Regions from separate parts of the Zea mays genome. Here region 2 is linked to region 1. A link is a contact called in public Hi-C data. All regions are on one chromosome and are shown on one strand. Each heading gives the region's core, a stretch centred on a gene start, on an enhancer-like site or on the middle of the called end of the contact. The rest is flanking DNA. Distances are from core to core; before and after follow the strand shown.

Region 1 (5,007 bases), core at 1,570-4,069:
TCGAGAATGAGCTACTATACTATAGTAAAACTGAGTGTTTTACCCTGGTGAAGCTATGTTGTTTGTATGCGTCTTGGTCACTAAGTCGTCTCTGCTTGTGCTCATTATGACAAACGGCGTGGGCGACGTGGAGTTCTGGCGGTATCATTACTGTCTCTGCGCCACGCCATCCACTGGCCTCTGTAACCTGGGTCTCGGTCTGGCTCGTCGTGTCGCGGGCCCTGTAGATGGCATGTGCACTCAGGCCTAGTACTAATAGGTCATGATTGTGCCACAGTCCGAGGGGCTCGTAGGTCATGAGTAGACCTGAAAGTTTGGGCCAGACCATTTGGGGTCGGCACGACACGACATGAATATAAAAGACCAAAGTATGACCTAACACGAAGGAAAATGGGTTGGGCTGGCATGGCCCGAATGGCCGAGCCGTGCCTCAAACTTAGGCACGATGGGCGTCACGATACGACACGACTAGATGGGTCGTGCTTGAGCCGACACGGTACGAAGTGAGGCACGAATTAGAAAACTAGCGTTTAAATGGTTATTTCATGCTTCAATATTTTTTTATCTCTTCGCAAAAGTTATATAAAACATTGATTTCCCTTCTCATATGATTTTTTAGTTTATAGCAAAGTTATGATTATTTTGAGGATGTAGTTTTTTAGATATATACAAGTTTTTTGTCCGTGTCATGCTTGGGCCGGGACGACACGATCATTAGACTGCCATGCTTCGGACCGGGTCGGGCCTAGTTTTTAGTATATCTAGTCACGACACGACCCAGCTCGAAAATTATTTCGTGTCATGCTGGCCCAAAAAATAGCCCGAAGCACGATGGGTCCGGGGTATGCCAGCACGACACGACCCAACTTTCAGCTCTAGTCATGAGTGTGCCGTAGGCCGAGGAGCTCGTAGGTCATAAGTGGGAGGCGGACCGGTTCTCTATTGCGGTCGGTGCTAGGCGGAATTAATGCGGCCAGCCATTTATGGTGGGTCAGTCTCGGGCCAGACGAGAAATCCACTCGAGTGGCTTCCCCTCGGTTCGCCCGCCCCCTCTCTAGCTCTGCCTCACCCGACCCCAGGCTTAGTGCTTCGAGCTTTATCGGGGGCACACGTTTCTAGGGTAGACGGTTCCACTCCTGCTGATTGGTGGTCCCCGATAGTCCAGAGGTCCTTATCTCGCTCTCTTTTTGAGCGGTGGGCCTCAGGGGCTCGAGGATCTTTTCCCCGATAGGTAGGGAGAGGGGAGTGATGAAAGATTATCCAAATAATAGTGTCCATTGAATTTGAGGTTATTCGACGATCTGAACCGTTTTGATAGTGGGTTAAGTCTAGATACAATTTGTTTGGTGGATTTAGTAGATGTCATGAGTATAGGGATTATTTTGTTGGGTGGATTTTGTAAAGTTTAAACTGGTGGTTCATATAGTGATATAGATAAAATAAAATTGTACATAAGTGAGATTAGTTATTTGCGTTTTATTAAAACAAATTCTACCATGTGATATATAGACCATAGCAATATGCATATAACTAGTGTCACTTTATTATCGACCCCTCGGTAAGCACCGAAAGTAAAAGTAGTAAATATGTTAGGGTGAAAGATTGTGGTGGAGAGACATGAATGGGTTAAAGGAAATAGCTGTCTCCGTAAAAGAAATTTAGTTAACAAAATATTGATTTGTGCGAAGTTAATGGCAAATCCTTCTATTCATCGATTTAAATACTCTCACGGTCCCACAATTCATTTTAGCACTTAGACTTTATGTTTATGTTCAAATAAATAATGATAAATCTAGATACAGAGATGAATCTAAAGGGGGATTGGGATATAAAATTCGGTGAGGGATAGAGAAGGAAGGACTAAGGAGAAAAAAAGAAAAATTAGCTCCTCAGTCTATTGGAGAAAGATGGGGGTAGAGAAAGAGGGAAAATGGAGAAGAATAGAGAAATTTGAGTTGTATTGCCTCGGCTAATGATCACTATGTAATCAGCTCCTCCTTTATTCCAATTTTAGATCATCACTATTTAGACATATATAAAAACATATACAATTAGTGTATGAATCCAATAAAATACTAAAATAGATTTTAAATTGGAAAAGATACCATCTGAGCTCTGAGGTACGCAGGCCTGAGATTAGGGATGGCAACGGGGATTTCCCCGTCGGGGAATGGCTTCCCACCCCCGTCCCCGCGGGGATAAAAATTCCCCGTCCCCGTCCCCGCGAACGCTCACGGGGGAGCTTTTTCTCCCATCCCCGTCCCCGTCGGGGAATTTATCCCCGTGGGGAACCCCGCGGGGAATCTGTCTCTGCTAGAAGTACAATATTTAAAGATAAATTTAAATTGATTGTATCAAATTAATACAAATTTAACAAACAAGATTGAAAATTACAAGAGATATCTACTTTAGAGTTTAGTTTTCTATTTTATAACATGTCATGCACTGAGTTCTTACTATAATTTTAACAAGTAAATTGACTAACTTGGATAAAATAGTTTCGTGGGGCGGGTACACGGGGAACGGGGACGGGGGATGGTTCCCCGTCCCCGTCCCCGCGAACCCGACGGGGATTAAATTTCCCCCATTTAGATCCCCGCGGGGACTAAATTTGTCCCATACCCGTCCCCTAATAGGGGAATTCCCGCGGGGAATCGGGGATCGGGTCCCCATTGCCATCTCTACCTGAGATGCTCATCCGCCCTTCCTTCTCGGCACGCTCGCGCAGGAAGGCTGGAGAGCTACGGACGGCCGACGGGAACAAGGAGAGACGTCGCGGACTCGTCTGACCAGTCACCGCCCTTATCCAGCGGGACCAACCCAGGCCCACACTGACGACGCCCCCCATCTCGCATCTCGCGTACTATTTCCACAATTCCACCGACCCGTCGTCGCGCCACTCCGTCTTGCTCAACACCAGTCACCACTGCTCTCCAAGCCTCCACCAGCGTCCAGCCGAACCATCGCCACCGCAGGATGGCCTCCCGCCTCCTCCTCCACCTCCACCTGCGCCGCCGCGGGCGCGGGATCCCGGGCTGCCCCGTGCCCGCGCTACCCCTCCACGCCGCGCGGCTCCTCTCCTCCTCCCCACCAACCGCAGCTGCGGCCTCGTCGTCGGCGGCGGGCGGCGGGGGCATCGAGAAGGTGCTGGTGGCGAACCGGGGCGAGATCGCGTGCCGGGTCATGCGCACCGCGCGCCGCCTCGGGGTCGCCACCGTGGCCGTGTACAGCGACGCCGACCGCGGGGCGCTGCACGTGCGCGCCGCCGACGAGGCCGTCAGGATCGGCCCGCCGCCCGCGCGGGAGAGCTACCTCAACGCCAGGGCCATCATCGAGGCCGCCCTCCGCACCGGCGCCCAGGTCCGTCTACCAACCCCTCCCCTGCCCTGCCGCCCGTCGCTGTCTCGCTCATTATTTTCCCCTACTTTGCGTCTGGAGCCGCGTGCCCTGCCGTGTCAGTGCCACACACACCGATCGTTGGTCGTTGTCGTTGCTCACTTGCTCTGTAGAGATAGCTCTACTTTACATTAAAACGAGTATCCCCCGCCACACGCACACGCTGTAGCACGTAGGCGAGTCGTAGGGAAGTGTGGAAGTGGAGAACAGTACGAAAGTTTAGTATGCCATGAATTTGCTTTGTGCAGGCTATCCACCCGGGATACGGTTTCCTTTCAGAGAGTGCTGATTTCGCGCAGCTCTGTGAAGCCGAGGGGCTCAAATTCATTGGACCACCAGCATCTGCAATCCGAGACATGGGCGATAAGAGGTAAAACATCTTCTTGTCTGGTGTGCTTACAGATTGTTCTGTTTTGGCTCTTGTTCAGAGCAGTGCACACTGAACATAATTTGTAAAATACAGTGCATCCAAGAGGATCATGGGTGCTGCTGGCGTGCCGCTGGTTCCAGGGTACCATGGGGCTGACCAGGACGTTGAGCTGTTGAAACTCGAAGCGGATAAAATCGGTTATCCTGTTTTAATCAAACCCACCCATGGTGGAGGGGGCAAGGTGTGCTAAACTGTTTCTCAGATTGTCTCATGCATGGAGAAGTTCTTATTATGATTTGCTAGGCATATAGCTTTCAAGTGTTCCAGAGAAGCCTGCTCTGTAGCTGCATGACCTATCTTATGTGTGTCTTGTGTGTGTGTGTAACCTTTTCATCCTATATCCTTTCTTAAGGGGATGAGAATAGTCGAAAGGCCTGATGAATTTGTGGATTCTGTACTGAGCGCTCAACGGGAAGCTGCAGCATCGTTTGGTGTAAACACACTATTGATTGAGAAGTATATTACTCAACCAAGACACGTAGAAGTCCAGGTAAGATTCAATTGATATTGGACCTGCCACAGTCCTTCATACAATTGGAAACCTGCAGTAACTCTTTGTTGTCTTCCCTTGTACTGCATTAATGTTTGAAGGTATTTGGCGACCAACATGGAAATGCGATATACCTTTATGAGAGAGACTGCAGTCTACAGAGAAGGCATCAGAAGATCATCGAGGAAGCTCCAGCTGTAAGGATCTGTTATCCAACAAAAACCTGGAGCTTGCTTGAAAACATATTGAGGAAGCTCTAAGGATTTGCTAGCTGTTTGTGCCCTGAATTTTACTTCGATAGAATAATCGATTTAGTTGTCTGTTTATATATTGTGCAGCCAAATGTGCCAGCTGAGTTTCGGTCTCATATTGGTGGAGCTGCTGTATCTGCAGCAAAGGTGAATGTTTCTGAACATTAGTATATGCTTAGGAGACAAATTTGTTGCTCTCAGTTCACTATTGTTAGTTAAGATCTTTTCATTATCTACCTGCCAATTTTTTCGCACCAATATAGAATGACAAATGTGCAAGCAATTTGCTTCACATGACTGCCAGTTCAAAGTTATATGTATTATCTAATGGATCATTTTAGTAGACTTTTTTTTTCTAATAATACTCAACAGTTGGCAAGCTACCTATCATTTTTCATGCTATCTGTCATAAAACAAGTGGTTCTTTCTTTGTTTTCTCT
Region 2 (5,007 bases), core at 1,605-4,104, 520 kb after region 1:
GGTTAATGCTAAAACCTGGCTTTCTACTAGTAAATAATAATCTGACCAACTAAAAGCAACTGCTCGACTTATCCCCCACATAAAGCTAGTCCACTACAGCCAAACAAGACACTTGCTGAGTATGTTGATGTGTACTCACCCTTGCTCTACACACCAACCCCCCCCCCCCATCCCCAGGTTGTCAGCATTGCAACCACTGCTCAGGAGAAGATGAAGCCGTGGAAGGAGACTTCCAGGAGTTCCAAGACTACGACGAGTTCTAGGCGTGTGTTAGCGGCAACCCCCAGTCGGCTGCCTGTGAAGGCCGCGTTATCTACGTTTCGTTTTCGCACTTTGATTTATTGTAAAGACTATGTGGATGTCTCAGACTTATGATGTAATCGACTATTATTCCCTTTTTTAATACTATTTGAGCACTGTGTGATGATGTCCATTTTATGTAACTGCTGTGTACGTGAATTGCTGATCCTGGCACGTACATGGTTCGCATTCGGTTTGCCTTCTAAAACCGAGTGTGACATGGAGGAACTCATGAGCCAACAAGGGTTGGGGTTGTTCGTCTGCAGGGTCTGGACCCCACATCTTCTTTGAGTAGTATTGCTTGGGAGTCTCTATGTGTTGTTTGAGTCTCAGTTGGCCCTCGCCCAGACTTAGTCGAACTTGTTTCCAACCTTGTTCGGGTCTGTCCTCTACCGTGTATGTCCTCCCTTTTATAGCCCAAGGCAGGCACACACATGGTGACTAAGCCCCGACAAGTGGGCCCAATAATCTATTGCTAGATATGGGGTAAGTGGAGCGTCGATCTATGGAGAACGAATATCTTCACTTGGTCTTAGTGTAGATCTCCTGGCTTGTCGTGCCCTGGCCCTGTCTAATTGGAGTAGGGCGCGGGTGTAGGTTGTGGCGTAGGTTGACGCGCTACCGCTCGTAGGGATGATCAGGTGGCGTCCTGTCTTCTCCATCTGTCACCCTTCGTCTCGGTACCGTGTGGGATACAGTGGGAGTCATGATGATAGCAGTCCATGCGGCACAAAGAGTCAATGATCCTGCCTCGGTAACACGTGAGTTACTATGCGACCTGCGTACTATGGATGCACCGCCTGCCACTAGGGCGAGCAGGTATACGTCTTGTCCGCAGTAAATGTAGAGGCACACTATACTCAAAGGCTGATGTCGGGCTCTCCCCGATGGCTTATGTCACACGTCGTAGAACACGTGGCAGCACTAGGCCTCGCCTTGTTAGGGGAGTAGTGACTAGGACCGTCCTTCCTCACGACAGCTCTCGACCACCCTTGGTTGGGGGTCCGGATGGTGTTCGGGGGAGGTCCCGTCTCGTCCGGAGCTGGTCAACACGTGGCAGCACTGGACCCTCTTAGGCAGAGGTTTGGGTGGCCCTCCATGAGGGCCGGGCTGTTCCTGGGGTTCCGGCCGGCCGCAGGTTCCGAGAGCCCTCATCTTAAAGGCACATGGCAAACCCAGACCCTCTTTGAGGTTCTAGAGTGCTGATTATAGGTGTTGGCCTTCTCCCGAGCGCAGTGGGCTTACTGGGCAGGCCCAACCACTAGGTTAGGACAGATCACCATTAGCATGCTAGCTAATGGTAGTGCGGGATGGTCCGCCTTGACCTAGCAATAGTGTGTACTCCAATATTGAGGTACCGACAGTACCCAAACCATTTCCTATCTTATTTTTAGAGGAAATTTCGCTCCTTTATATGTTGTGTCTTTCTTTTAAATATAGAGAACTTTCCTTTGTTCTCTATATACATATAGAATCTTTCCTCTCTTCTCATTCTATTTTAATATTTTAAATAACGAAATAAGTCTAACTAAAATATTTATAAGCCATTTAAGTGTATAATAAATATGTACGTAAAAAAATCTAGAGCAAATATGTAGATGACTGAGATATAAAGGAAGGAATTTTTTTAGAAAGCCTTGTAAAGAGGGATATAAATGATACCGTTGGAGATAGTCTAAACCACCATAGTGAATACTCTATCAAACTTAGTCAATTTTGAATGGGACATATCATATGCAATCATCCATTTAGTGCGAGTGAGCAATCAAACAATTTATAACATCCAATCTAGATCCAACTATTTCATATGGAATGAGTTAAATATAAATAGGAGCTAGGTTTAAAGGGGAAGGAATTAAATATCAAATAATACTAACAGTTGGATTTTAATTGAATACACTAGATCGCTTTATTGTGCACGATATTTTCTCATTTTGAACTGACCTAAAAGATGGCGCGAACAACTTATCTATATCTCGTATTTCAAACTCTATATATAAATAGTGCAATCTATATAATGCAAAACAGTGGTTTGCACAATCATATATATGATCTGCTGGCTATAGCCTTAGGCCATCTTCAACAGACTTCGATCATGTGTGAATGCAATAGAGCTAATAGTTAGCTCGATAAAAAGTTGTTAGTAAATTAGCTAACTAACAGATAGTTGGCTACCTATTAGTTGATTTGCTAAAAGTAGCTATTAGCTGAAATATTAGCTAGACTGCTTGTATGTCTGCAGCTGATTTGAGTAGCTAACTATTATCTCTAGTGCATTAAAACATAACCTTTCTATCCACCTTTCATTCCACGTCTATTTTAAACTCTACTATATGAACAGTACACTATATAAAACAATATTTTACAGACAACTTAAATTATTAGAGACAGGTTTAAATTATCTCCAATAAATCTTCTATCTCATTTTTCTATAACATCTTATATTTAAAACTTCGTTCTACAAACAACTGCAGTTTCACATCACATATTGTATTTTATAAAGACGTCCCCCATCCTGCATCTGCAAAGGCCGCCCACTACCCTCTCCGGCTCTCCGCTAACAAAATCTAGAACCCTCTGAACCCTCCACATTCCTCCAGATCGAATAATAACCTAGCTCTGCACACCGCCCAGCCACCAGTGGCAGCAGGAGCAGGGGTCGGAACAAGATGGTGGTGACGGCGGCCGGCAGCGCGGAGGAGGCTGTGCGGCGGTGGGTGGACGCCGCCGGAGGACGCCTCGTCCTCGACGGCGGGCTGGCCACGGAGCTCGAGGCCAACGGCGCCGACCTCAACGACCCGCTCTGGAGCGCTAAGTGCCTCCTCTCCTCCCCGCACCTCATCCGCAAGGCAAACCACTCCCCTCAAACCCTGCTCTTCGTATGACGCGCATTCGGCCGCCGTTCCGCGCTTCCTCCCTACTAGAAAGTTGGCGGGTACTTCGTGGCGGTCTGCTGGATCTCCGCCCTCTGTCCTTCGAGCGAGGGAGAACCCAAGCGCGCACGCGGCGATGCGGCCGTGCTGCTCCTTTTTTTTTTACCCACCCTTCTTTTGTTTCTTCTGTATTCGGAACAGGCGAGTAACAAACGACGAGCCGCCGAGACCTTGACGGGGTGAGATCGACGCGTCACTGCTTGTTAAGACGTACTACTAGTTTATTACTGCAAGGTAGTAGTGGGGAGGCTTTCTTTTTGTTGTCATGGTCCGAGAGTATTGGAATGAAATATCGTTGCAGCAAAAGAATATCTGGGAGCGTCCCCACCAGGCACCAGCTACTACGACATCGTGAACAGGACAGGAGCATGTGTTCCTATGCGTATGGGTATGTTGTGGAGATTTGAACGAATAAGGCCCATGCGGCCATGCCTGCTGCTGAATTGGCTCATGCGTCAAGGGACAAAAGCTTATGCTAGCGACTGAATTTGGTGGCGGTCCAGGAATATGACTTTTATATATTCTAGTTGATGATTCTGAGCTTGCCCTGGATCGGTCTTCTTATCCAGACTTATCCCCAACTGAGCTGAGTCCTTTACTATGGCCTTCGTAAACCAGAACTCACGTTTGGCTCAATCCATCCATTACGGAGGAGGCCGGACAGGAACATCTGCCTGGATACTATTATGGGCCTGTTCTCCATTTTTAGTCTTATTCAGTTAGGAATAAAACAGAGATTAAACTGCTTTAGGGCATGTACAACCCTGAGCCTCTACCCTGAGCCTCTGGAACGGTTTTTTAAATACAAGAGACAGCTAAGAGACCGTATAATACAACTCTTAGCCCCTAAATAATAAATACAGTCAAGACATAATATGTATAGAATACCGTGTAGAGACGGGCTCTTGGTGAAGAGCCTATCTCTTGACTTTTTTCCATTTAGCCCCCTAAAGACTCCTCAAGAGCCCCCTCATTCAATTGGGTTGTACAGGCCCTTAGTCCCTAGGTGACTAAAAGGGACTAAACCATATTAATTTCACCTTTTGCTCCTCATTTATTTCAGTTGTATTAATGGCAGGAGAATGATAAGGTGCATATTAGCCTTATGAGTCATTTAATGTGTTCTAGATACTTTTAATCCTTTTCTAGAGTAAACTTTAGTCTATAGACTAAAGGAACAAAACAGACCCTATATTAACAGAACCGAATTAGCAATTTTCTGTCGTTACCATACTGTTCAAATCCCTTCTTTGTTCTGCCTGCAGTTTCTTAAGCGACAACTCATATTTTTTGTATTTTGGTTTAAGCAATTTTTTTTCATACGAAAACAGTCATTTTCAGATTGCCATGGTACATTAAATAACCGTTTATGTATATTTGGTGAACCAGGTCCACATGGACTATCTGGAAGCTGGCGCAAACATTATAATCACAGCATCGTATCAGGTTGAACACTCAACTTTTCAGCTTCATGTGGTGCCCATTTGTCAATATGATACTGACACTCATCTTGGGTACTGCAGGCCACTATTCAAGGGTTTGAATCAAAGGGTTTTTCAAAAGAACAGAGTGAAAACTTACTAACAAAGAGTGTCGAGATTGCACTGGAAGCTCGTGAGATGTTCTTGAAGGAACATCTGGAGAAGTCCACTCCTATACAGCACCCGGTTCTGGTCGCAGCGTCTTTAGGGAGTTATGGAGCTTATCTTGCCGATGGCTCCGAGTACAGGTATTTACAACCCACTTAACGGCACATAGCCACATACTATGGTTT

What was found. Hi-C and Micro-C count contacts between places; a contact is called where the count stands out from the background.
Region 2: a Hi-C map of bundle sheath shows a contact between it and region 1, with 4 times the contacts expected there. The contact joins the promoter of LOC541874 here to the promoter of LOC100280665 in region 1. A contact is called at or near these places in 3 of 25 Hi-C or Micro-C datasets (bundle sheath, leaf and tassel).

The regions. Positions count from the first base shown.
Region 1 is chr1:175,545,039-175,550,045 of Zm-B73-REFERENCE-NAM-5.0, forward strand. It overlaps LOC100280665 (methylcrotonoyl-CoA carboxylase subunit alpha), which reads left to right and starts at 2,820. Exons shown (of 16, transcript NM_001371674.1): 1 at 2,820-3,360; 2 at 3,645-3,766; 3 at 3,860-4,007; 4 at 4,179-4,316; 5 at 4,418-4,513; 6 at 4,655-4,714. The coding sequence starts at 2,977.
Region 2 is chr1:176,066,774-176,071,780 of Zm-B73-REFERENCE-NAM-5.0, forward strand. LOC541874 (homocysteine S-methyltransferase-2) reads left to right here and starts at 2,855. Exons shown (of 7, transcript NM_001111542.2): 1 at 2,855-3,149; 2 at 4,623-4,679; 3 at 4,757-4,962. The coding sequence starts at 2,970.